2 separate regions of the Gossypium hirsutum genome follow, and region 2 is linked to region 1. Evidence: chromatin contacts called from public Hi-C data. All regions are on one chromosome and are shown on one strand. Each heading gives the region's core, a stretch centred on a gene start, on an enhancer-like site or on the middle of the called end of the contact. The rest is flanking DNA. Distances are from core to core; before and after follow the strand shown. Region 1 has its middle 25 kb from the start of LOC121206789. Region 2 holds the start of LOC107888868 (long chain acyl-CoA synthetase 6, peroxisomal).

The links. A called contact is a pair of places that touch in the nucleus more often than the background predicts.
Region 2: a Hi-C map of leaf shows a contact between it and region 1, with 3 times the contacts expected there. The contact joins the promoter of LOC107888868 here to the enhancer-like site in region 1. A contact is called at or near these places in 4 of 34 Hi-C or Micro-C datasets (callus, leaf and petal).

What each region holds. Positions count from the first base shown.
Region 1 is chrA09:51,631,627-51,636,111 of Gossypium_hirsutum_v2.1, forward strand. No RefSeq gene overlaps it. Among protein-coding and RNA genes, the nearest start is that of LOC121206789, 25 kb to the left of the region's middle. Within about 2 kb of position 1,830, at least 9 of the 9 cell types and tissues checked have an H3K27ac peak or open chromatin away from gene starts, as enhancers often do. A contact at or near this core is called in leaf, where this site is marked.
Region 2 is chrA09:51,717,120-51,721,763 of Gossypium_hirsutum_v2.1, forward strand. It overlaps LOC107888868 (long chain acyl-CoA synthetase 6, peroxisomal), which reads left to right and starts at 2,177. Exons shown (of 24, transcript XM_041076089.1): 1 at 2,177-2,393; 2 at 2,492-2,733; 3 at 3,484-3,544; 4 at 3,646-3,723; 5 at 3,845-3,916; 6 at 4,001-4,082; 7 at 4,279-4,384; 8 at 4,482-4,558. The coding sequence starts at 2,553.

The DNA of each region.
Region 1 (4,485 bases), core at 580-3,079:
TTTATAAAAGTTATACTCCAGTCTATCCTAACTTATGCAATGTTTTGCTTTCTACTTCCTAAGGCTCTGTGCTGATTTGAAGGGTATAATAGCCAAATTTTGGTGGGAAAAGGGTCGAAATAGAAAAGGTATTCATTGGTGCGCTTGGAAAGATCTATGCTTATTAAAAGAAGATGGTGGCTTGGGTTTTCGAGATCTTGCAAAGTTTAATGTTGCGTTATTAGCAAAGCAGGGGTGGCGTCTTGTTAATTACCCAAATTCACTATTAGCCCGCGTTTTGAAGTCAAAATATTAACCTAATTCAAATTTCTACAAAGCTCGGTTAGGAAACTTACCTTCACTCACTTGGAAGAGTGTTTGGTCCGCGAGAGGGCTGCTGGAAACTGGTTTATGTTGGAGGGTTGGGATAGGTTATCAAATATCCATTTGGGACGATTTGTGGATATCAGGAAACGAAGAAGATAAGAGTTCCGAACCGTGACAACAATGAAGATATTAAGTTAGTTTCGGATTTAATAGAGGTCAATAATAGAAGCTGGAAAAAAAAGGCCGTCAGAAATACCTTTCGAATGCATATAGCGGAAAAAATCTTACAGATTCCACTAGTAGAGGCAGCGCACGAGGATTTTCAAGTATGGAGAGGGGAGTTGACAGGGGAGTTCTCTGTTAGGAATGCCTATAAACTATTACATGAGACTAACTTGGATCCTAATACTTTTAATTTACATGCCAAAAATGAAAACTTCTATAGGAAACTATAGAAATTATACATCCTATCAAAAATCCAAATTACAGTATGGAGACTCTCATGGAACTTCTTTCTGTCCCTTGTCAATCTCAGGCTCAACAGGGTTGTGGTGAAAGCTCAATGCCCTAGGTGCCGCCAAGAAGAGGAAAACAGCATCCATATTTTTCAACAGTGCCCTACATCAGTTGAGGCCTGGGAACAGTTAAGCTTAACATGGGTATTAAGCCATAATAATCTTAGTATGTGGGAATGGCTTACCTGGATCTTTGGTCAAGGGAATACTGAACAGATTCGGGTTGTTTGTTGTTGACTCTGGTTGAGCAGAAACCAACTATTATATGAAAGAAGATACATGTCAGGAACTGAAATAGCAAGGCAAACTCGAAACTATATTGCAGAGTTGGATGCAATAAAAGAGAGAAAACTTACTCTTCAATCTACTAGAAATACCCAATACGTATGTAGAGGAAGGGTCGCAATCCATTTTGACGCAGCATTCTACCGACAATCGTCCAGATCGGCTACGGTTTTGCTCGTACGAAATGAAGAGGGGGAGATCCTTGCATCACAGGCAGTCATACACTCCGAGATATCAACTTCGTTCATGGCAGAAGCATATGCAAGGTTACAAGCAGTCAACTTAGGGATTTTTATGGGATTAAATAAAATCGAAATAGTGGGAGACTCAAAAACTGTCATCAAGAAATGCCAAAATACTGGTACAGATAAATCGGTCATTGGAGCCATCGTAAGGGATATACAAAGCAGAAAAGACAGATTCCAGGAGATCGAGTTTCATTTTGTCCCTAAACCAAAGAATGTCGATGCTCATGTTATTACATAGGAGGCACTAAAAAAAAGAGAGTTTTTACCTGCTAGGAGGAATCCCAGAATCAGCTCGTGAAGTGCTGGAGAACTTGTGGCCAGAACCTCCGGACTAAGTGAAAGGAGAAATGAATGGTTGGGAAACAAAATGTAGTAGAAAAGAATTCATTTCAAATTTTGAAAGCCTGCTATCATTAATGGCTGGTTTGATTGATGTGAAAAGACGAAAGATATTGGTATCTAGCTATTAGATTTGGCTGGTATAGGATAAGACTTTATTTTGTTTTAATTTAGTTGCATTTGGACGAGATGGGCTAGTTATGTTAATTCTTTCTAGGCCCAATTTCTTAGTAGATTTTGGTTTTTTCTTTCATTCTTTTGTATTTATTTTTTCTGAACCTTAGCCCAAACTCTGTTTTATGCATTTTATTTATATTAATAAATCCAGTCACATCATCCATTCAAAAAAAAAAGGTTCCATAGTCAACACGAGATTTTTTTTTCATAGACCATATCTTAAGATGAGAACAGAAATATCGTATGGAAGAAAAAAAAAGCATTGTTTTAATCACCATGGAACCTTTAACGTTACGTATGCCCTAAAAGGCAATATTAACTTAACAAAAAGCATAGCATGCCATGATAGTGTTGCCATTTACAAAGATCCTCTCACTGAATCTTAAAGAATTTCATTCCATCCATTTCTACTTGGATTTCTTATTTTTAGATCCATTCCATTTCAATTTCTTCAATATAATTAATATGTTTTCAATTTTCCCCCTTATCCACTTAAAACTAAGGAAAGCATATAAGCAATTTTCTTTTTCTTTTTCTTTTTTGGGTAAAACAGAGCATGTCGAAACCTTTTTTTTTTTTTGAAAAACGGAGTCGACTTGATTTCTAAAACGAAAACAAACATGGGAGTCGCCATCAATCCTTTTTGATAAGGTGTGATCGGGTCACCTCATGAAAGTGGTTGTTTTAATAAATGGTTTGATTTATTTAAACAACGATTTTGGTCTACGAAATTCAAAAAGATAGGTTCGGGAGTCGATCACGCACGAGGAAGAATTAGCACCATCGTAACACCCAAAATTGGTACACAGTTGATTAATTAATGTCTTAGTGTCGAAAATTGAGAACTTTGAAGAAAAATACGATCTATCGTTAAATTATTGCTTAATTAAAATTTTTTTGAGAAAAATGGCATATTTCACGTTAATCGAGCAAAAGAATTATGTCCCGTAAGCTAGGACACAATCTCTTAAATTCCCTATACGCGAATAAACGCCGAAAATTTTATTTATTTTGAAAGATATTTGATTATCTCAGTTTCAGAAAGAAATCATATTTCGTAAGTTAGAACACGATTTTTTTCATAATTCTCGAGATCATTTAAAATTTTATGCTTTAAAAACATTCGTATTTTCGGATTTATCGAGAAAATCAAAACCCCATAAGTTAGGGAACGACTTTTCGAATCTTGAATTTTTATATATCGAGCAAGGATTATTGTAACACGATTTTTGTAGTAAAAATGTGAAAACGAATCACGGTGTTAACATGCGTAACAACATAATAATAGATGCAATAATATGAGCGAAAATAATAAAGTGAAAATAAATGACAATAAAGTAAATGAATAAATGAAAAGCAAGCTAATTGTAAAATAAAATAAAAATAAAACAAAAAAAGTAAAAATAAAATAAAATAAAATATTAAATAAAACAAAATAAGAAATAATAATAATAATAAAGAATAATAATAATTTAATAATAGTAATAATAATAAGCATGATAATAATAATAATAATATTAATAATAAGAATAATGATAATAGTAATAAAAATAAAAATAATAGTAATAATAATGGTAATAATAAATAGTAATGATAATATATTAATAAGAATAACAATAAGGTGTTAATAATAATAATAATAATAAATTAATTAATTAATTAATTTTACTAATAAAACAACAAAATAACTAAAAAGGATTAAACTGAATTTAAAACGGGAATTTGAAGCAAATCTAAAATAAATAAAAAGGAAAAGGACTACATTGAACGCACGAATAATAAGGAGGGACCAAAAGGGAAATTTTCCTTTCCCCCCAAAACGCACAGCTTCGAAGTGGACTAAATTGGAAACGAAATAAATTAAAGGGCAAAAATTAAAATTAAAAAAAAAACTTGATTGCAAAACCATAAAAAAGCGGAGGGGCTAAAATGCAATTAACCCTTTTAAAAAAACACGTGGATCCTAACTTGGAACGAGTCGGGTCGGATCGGTAATGGGTAAATCAACATCGTTTTGAGCATTCAAAGGCCAGTCCCAAAACGACGTCGTTTTGGGGGCCAATATAAGTCGAGTTTTAGAAAAAAAAATCATTTAGCCCTTGTTTTTTTTTAAAACAAAATCTAAAAAAGCTCTCTCTTCTCTTTCAAGTGTCTCTCCCTTTCGGTCAAGCTCCGGCCATGCACCGCTGCGCTTGCCGCCGATAGCAGGCAACAGTGCTACCGTCTACGGCGACCAAAAAACTCAAAAAATTCTCTTCTTCAGTAATAAAAAAAGGTAAGTTTTTCTTTGTTTTATTATTATAATATATATGTAAAATATTTCGAAAAGAAAAAAAAAAGAAAAGAAGGAAAAAAGAAAAAAAGGAATGAAACTACATTTGGAATTCTGTTTTTTTTTCTTTTTTTGCTGTTATTAGATGTTTCTTTTTTAAGTTCTCTCTTGTTTTTATTGATTGTAAAAAAACCTCATTTTACATTTGGTTCTTGGCTTTTTAAAGCCATTTACATATTATTTTTTATTATCCGTCTTTTCTATTTTCTTTTGCAGGTGCAACTTGGGCGGTGCCAACAGTGGAGGCAGTGGCCGACGTGACAAAGGCAGTGGCAGAGGCTAG
Region 2 (4,644 bases), core at 927-3,426, 86 kb after region 1:
GGAGGCATAAAAATGGTAGTCGATACTATGCCTATGATTGAAGAAGGAGCATGTAACTAGCGAATTTAACTGTATTTGGTATTGTCACTTGACACATTTCTCTGTATAATATCACCACCGCTAATCCCCAACTAAGTCATCTTGCTTCTTTCAAGTCAGCTAGTAGTAGTAGCCACTTTAAATGTACAAGATTGCAAGATTTATCTGGCATTAGTAGACCCCTGATCAACCTCTAGATAAATGCGCGTGCGAATTGTTCTTTTTCAACATCACTCGAGGAAGCGTAGATAGTTTTGAAGTTGTCCTCCAACCATCTCATCTCAATTTGGCTACCCCTAAACTTGTCTGACACATTTCTTAGTAGTTACTTGCATGTTGCACTCTAATCGGCACTAATCACTGGCCTTGTAATGACTTCCTCCTCAACTGAAAGATCGAGTTGTAGACTAACGTCATCGAGTGTAATTGTACACTCACTGTAGGGAAAATAGAATGTGTATGCCTCAGGTCTCCATCTTTCGACCAAAACACTGATAAGTGGGGGCATCCAAGTTAGCCCCCCTGAGTATGTGAGCCACGCATAAAACTCCTTCATCTCACAAGTCTTCATAAATAACATTCGATGCACCTTCGCTTTAATTGTCTATGTACGTCTCCAAAATTCGATCTTCAGGCTGAGAATATAAACAAAAAAAATTAATAATCAGCATAATAATTAACTATTTAAAATTAAATAATTTAATAATATTTTCTTACCATCTGTCATTGAACGTTAGAGATATGCTTGTCATCTAAACGAATATGTTGATTTGTCATTTAAAAATTATAAGGAATAAAATAAGATCGAAGAGAATAAAATTCAGAAAAAGAATTAAAGAAATAATCGAGGATTGATGATTGAGAATTGAAAATTAAAAATTGAGGAATGAGTATTGAGTATTGAGTTAAAAAGAATGAAGTTTAGAAGAATTTATATAGAAAAAATTATGATTGTTGGATTCATTTTAGTCATTGGAAAAGTCATATCTATATTTACTCATAATTCAATTTTTTTTTTCACAATAAAATTCATTTCTATTATTGCGAACTCAACTGCAATTCAATCAAGTATATTAAAAACGTTGATTTATTACTTATTTGGTATCAAGATCACACACATATATATATATACATAATCAATTAAAAATTAAATGAGTGTAAATGAAGCAATGGTATTAATTGTATATAACATTGTATAAAGCTAATTAGTTTCAGAGTAAAATTTTTAATTCCTCTTATAACAGCAAACGCAAAGATTAAGGACGAAATTAAACCTTTATCAGGCCAACCTAACTCGAACGAAAATTAAACATGGACATTAAAAAGGAAGCCAAGCTCACAAGCTTTCAACTTATCAACATTTGGACGTGAAGACAAGAAGCATTTATTGTGTTGACACCAAACATGCAATAAATAACTGACAACTGGGACATTTGACATGATTTTTATAAAATTATGTAAAATACTATTTAAAAAGTATCCAAAGTTTTAGTTAAAATTGTAAAATTGAAGGTTTAAAATTTATGTATTTTTATGGTCAAATCTTACCATATATATTAGTTTTTTTTATAAAAATATATAAAATACTTTCATAATAATGTATTTTATTTTGTGAAAAGTAAGATTACTTTTAGTTGTATTTTAATTAAATTGATATTCGGTTGATTCATGATTTTAATTTAATTAAGAGTTTAAATAATAATATAAATACAATAAATATATATTTAAATTTGTATAAATATATTTTTTATATTAAAGGAATAATATTTGATATATGATTATTACATAAATCTAAGGTGGAACAAAATCCTAAAACATAAATTAAATGTTAATTATAACCATTATTTTATTATTTTTAGAGTTTAAAGATCTTATGATTTTGTGAGAGAAAAAATATAATATTATAAATAGTATCTAATTATATTTAAATAAAGTTGGTAGAATTTATATATAAGTTTGCTATATTTTTTTATATTTAATAATAAAATATTACTTTTTTTTTGATAATGTATGAGATTTATGTATCTAAAATAAAAATCATGAATGCAATTATAATATGAATGAAGATAATAATAATCACTATATGATAGCAGCACAACTATAATGTGAGTGAAAAGAAATAACATCTTTGTAAACAAAACTAAATGTCTTTTTGGTTGAAGATTATTAGGATGCATTGGGTAGCGAGTGGGCATGGACTCTTGAGTAGTACCAAGGGAGAAGAATTCTGTTGCCGATTGATTGGGGCTTTGTGTGTTTGATCGGGTGCCACAATGTATTCTTGACTTGTTGCTAGCTGATACTATGGGTGTCGCATTTTCACTACTAGATGACATAATCTGAGTTAGAAGTTGGTTAGTGAGATGATGAAAATTAGACACAATATAAAGACAAAAGTGTCCCTTTCCATTCTTTATTCATTTGAGCCATATTTTCTTTCATCCCGTTTCAGATGGAAAAGTAGAAAACGCAAAAGGATAGCTCTTATCTAAAAACCGTAACGAACTCTTATAATGTCATCATTAAAATCCAAACGCGCCATACCAGAAAACGGGAAAGGATTCACCTCAATGGATTCCACCACAGCTCAACGTCGACTTAACTCCATTCATGCCCACCTTGTCTCAGTCGTTGACTCCGCCTTTTCTCATTCCCACCTCCGCTCTTCCCCAACCGCTGCTGAGTTCCTCTCTGGTACGTTTCAGATGAAAATTGCTTTCTCTGCTTTGGGAGGTTGCTTTAGGCTTAATATTCCCTTCCATTAAAAAAGTAACATCTTTTTATCGGTACTATAAATTTATATCCTGGGTCTGGGATGGTCTTGATTGATTGTTCTTTTTTCATTGGTCTATCTTATTATGATGTAGAAACTGGAAAAGATTCTTCTTAAAATAAAATCTGGCAATTATGCATAAGAAGCATGAACTTGACAGTTCATTAAGACCTTTCGATTGTAGGATTTTGAGGACTGTCTTTCAGATAAATCTGGCAATTATGCATAAGAAGCATGAACTTGACAGTTCATTAAGACCTTTCGATTGTAGGATTTTGAGGACTGTCTTTCAGATAGAGACCAATAAGTATTTTGGTTGGATTTAATTTGTATCATAAGTATTTCGATCATTCTTGTAGATCGGTCACTGGGGAAATAATAATTGGTTTGAAGGGTTACTGGTGTCTTTATTGAACTAATTCTAGAGGGTAAAACTATGGTTTGAGTTTGAATTTGAAGTAATGGTTGCATGTTTATGTGAAAAAGAGCTTGTTTGTAGGAAGTGACCATGTATTTTGAGGCAGAGGAAGAGATGTTAGCGGCTGATAGCCAATTCATCTGATTTATCATTCAGAAGCTGCCATCTATTGCTAATTTTTTCTGTGATTAACTAACATATATTGATATTGATATTGAAATTGAAATTGAAATTGAAATTGATCTTTGAGCAGAACAGAATTACAGTGTTGTGCTGCCAGAGAAATTGCAGACAGGAAAATGGAATGTATACAGGTAACACTCTGCTACTATCCTTTATTCTTCTTTTTGGTCTCTGCCTTAACCCATCTTTGTTCGGCTGTTGTCTTATTTTTCAACTTTATGCCTTATGGCAGATCTGCTCGCTCTCCGTTGAAGCTAGTATCGCGATTTCCCAATCATCCTGATATTGGTACATTGCACGACAATTTTTTGTAAGCATCTTCTTTTAGATAGTGTGTGGCTATTGTCCAATGCATCAATGCTTTATCATCTATTTCATTTTGAAGTACATCCGATGGTTTCTTCACTTACTGATTATTATTATTTATTTAGACTCGCCGTTGATTTCTTTGGAGATAACAATTATCTCGGTACAAGAATTCGAGTCGATGGAACGGTTGGAGAGTATGTTTCCTTTTGACAAAATGAAGGTCACATTTTGTTGTCAAAGTTCTCATTTGCTTTCATTTTTATGTTCTATTCATCAAGGTATAAGTGGATGACATACCGAGAAGCTGCTACAGCTCGAACAGCCATTGGTTGCGGCCTAATACATCATGGAATACTAAAGGTAGAGTGGTTTTTCAGTAGTAATTATATGTTTATATTACCAGTTGAACATATGTGCATCACTCTGTCATTCAAACTCATTCATCTTTTATTGAAGTATCTCTCTCTGACCTTTGACACACATGGAAAAACATAAAAAAATCTGAACATATCTGTATCCGACACTAACACCTCAAGTTTTGCTTTTATAATGACAGGGCTCTTGTATTGGATTATATTTCATCAATAGACCAGAATGGATCATTGTTGATCATGCTTGCTCTGCGTATTCCCTTATATCAGTTCCTTTATATGACACTCTAGGTTTGCCACTGCCCCAAATGCTTTCCTTTTCGATTCAATATTTGTCCAACTTGGCCTATTGCTAAGATGCTATGTCGAAAATCATGTTTCTCTGCAGGTCCAGGTGCTGTCAAGTACATCATAAATCATGCGGAACTAAAAGCCGTATTTTGCGTGCCTCAGACTTTGAATCCTGTAAGTTCAACCCTTCAATGGTGCATGCATGATTTGAAATGTTGGTATTTGGGATAAAAATAAACTTATAAGAAATTAAAGAAGGT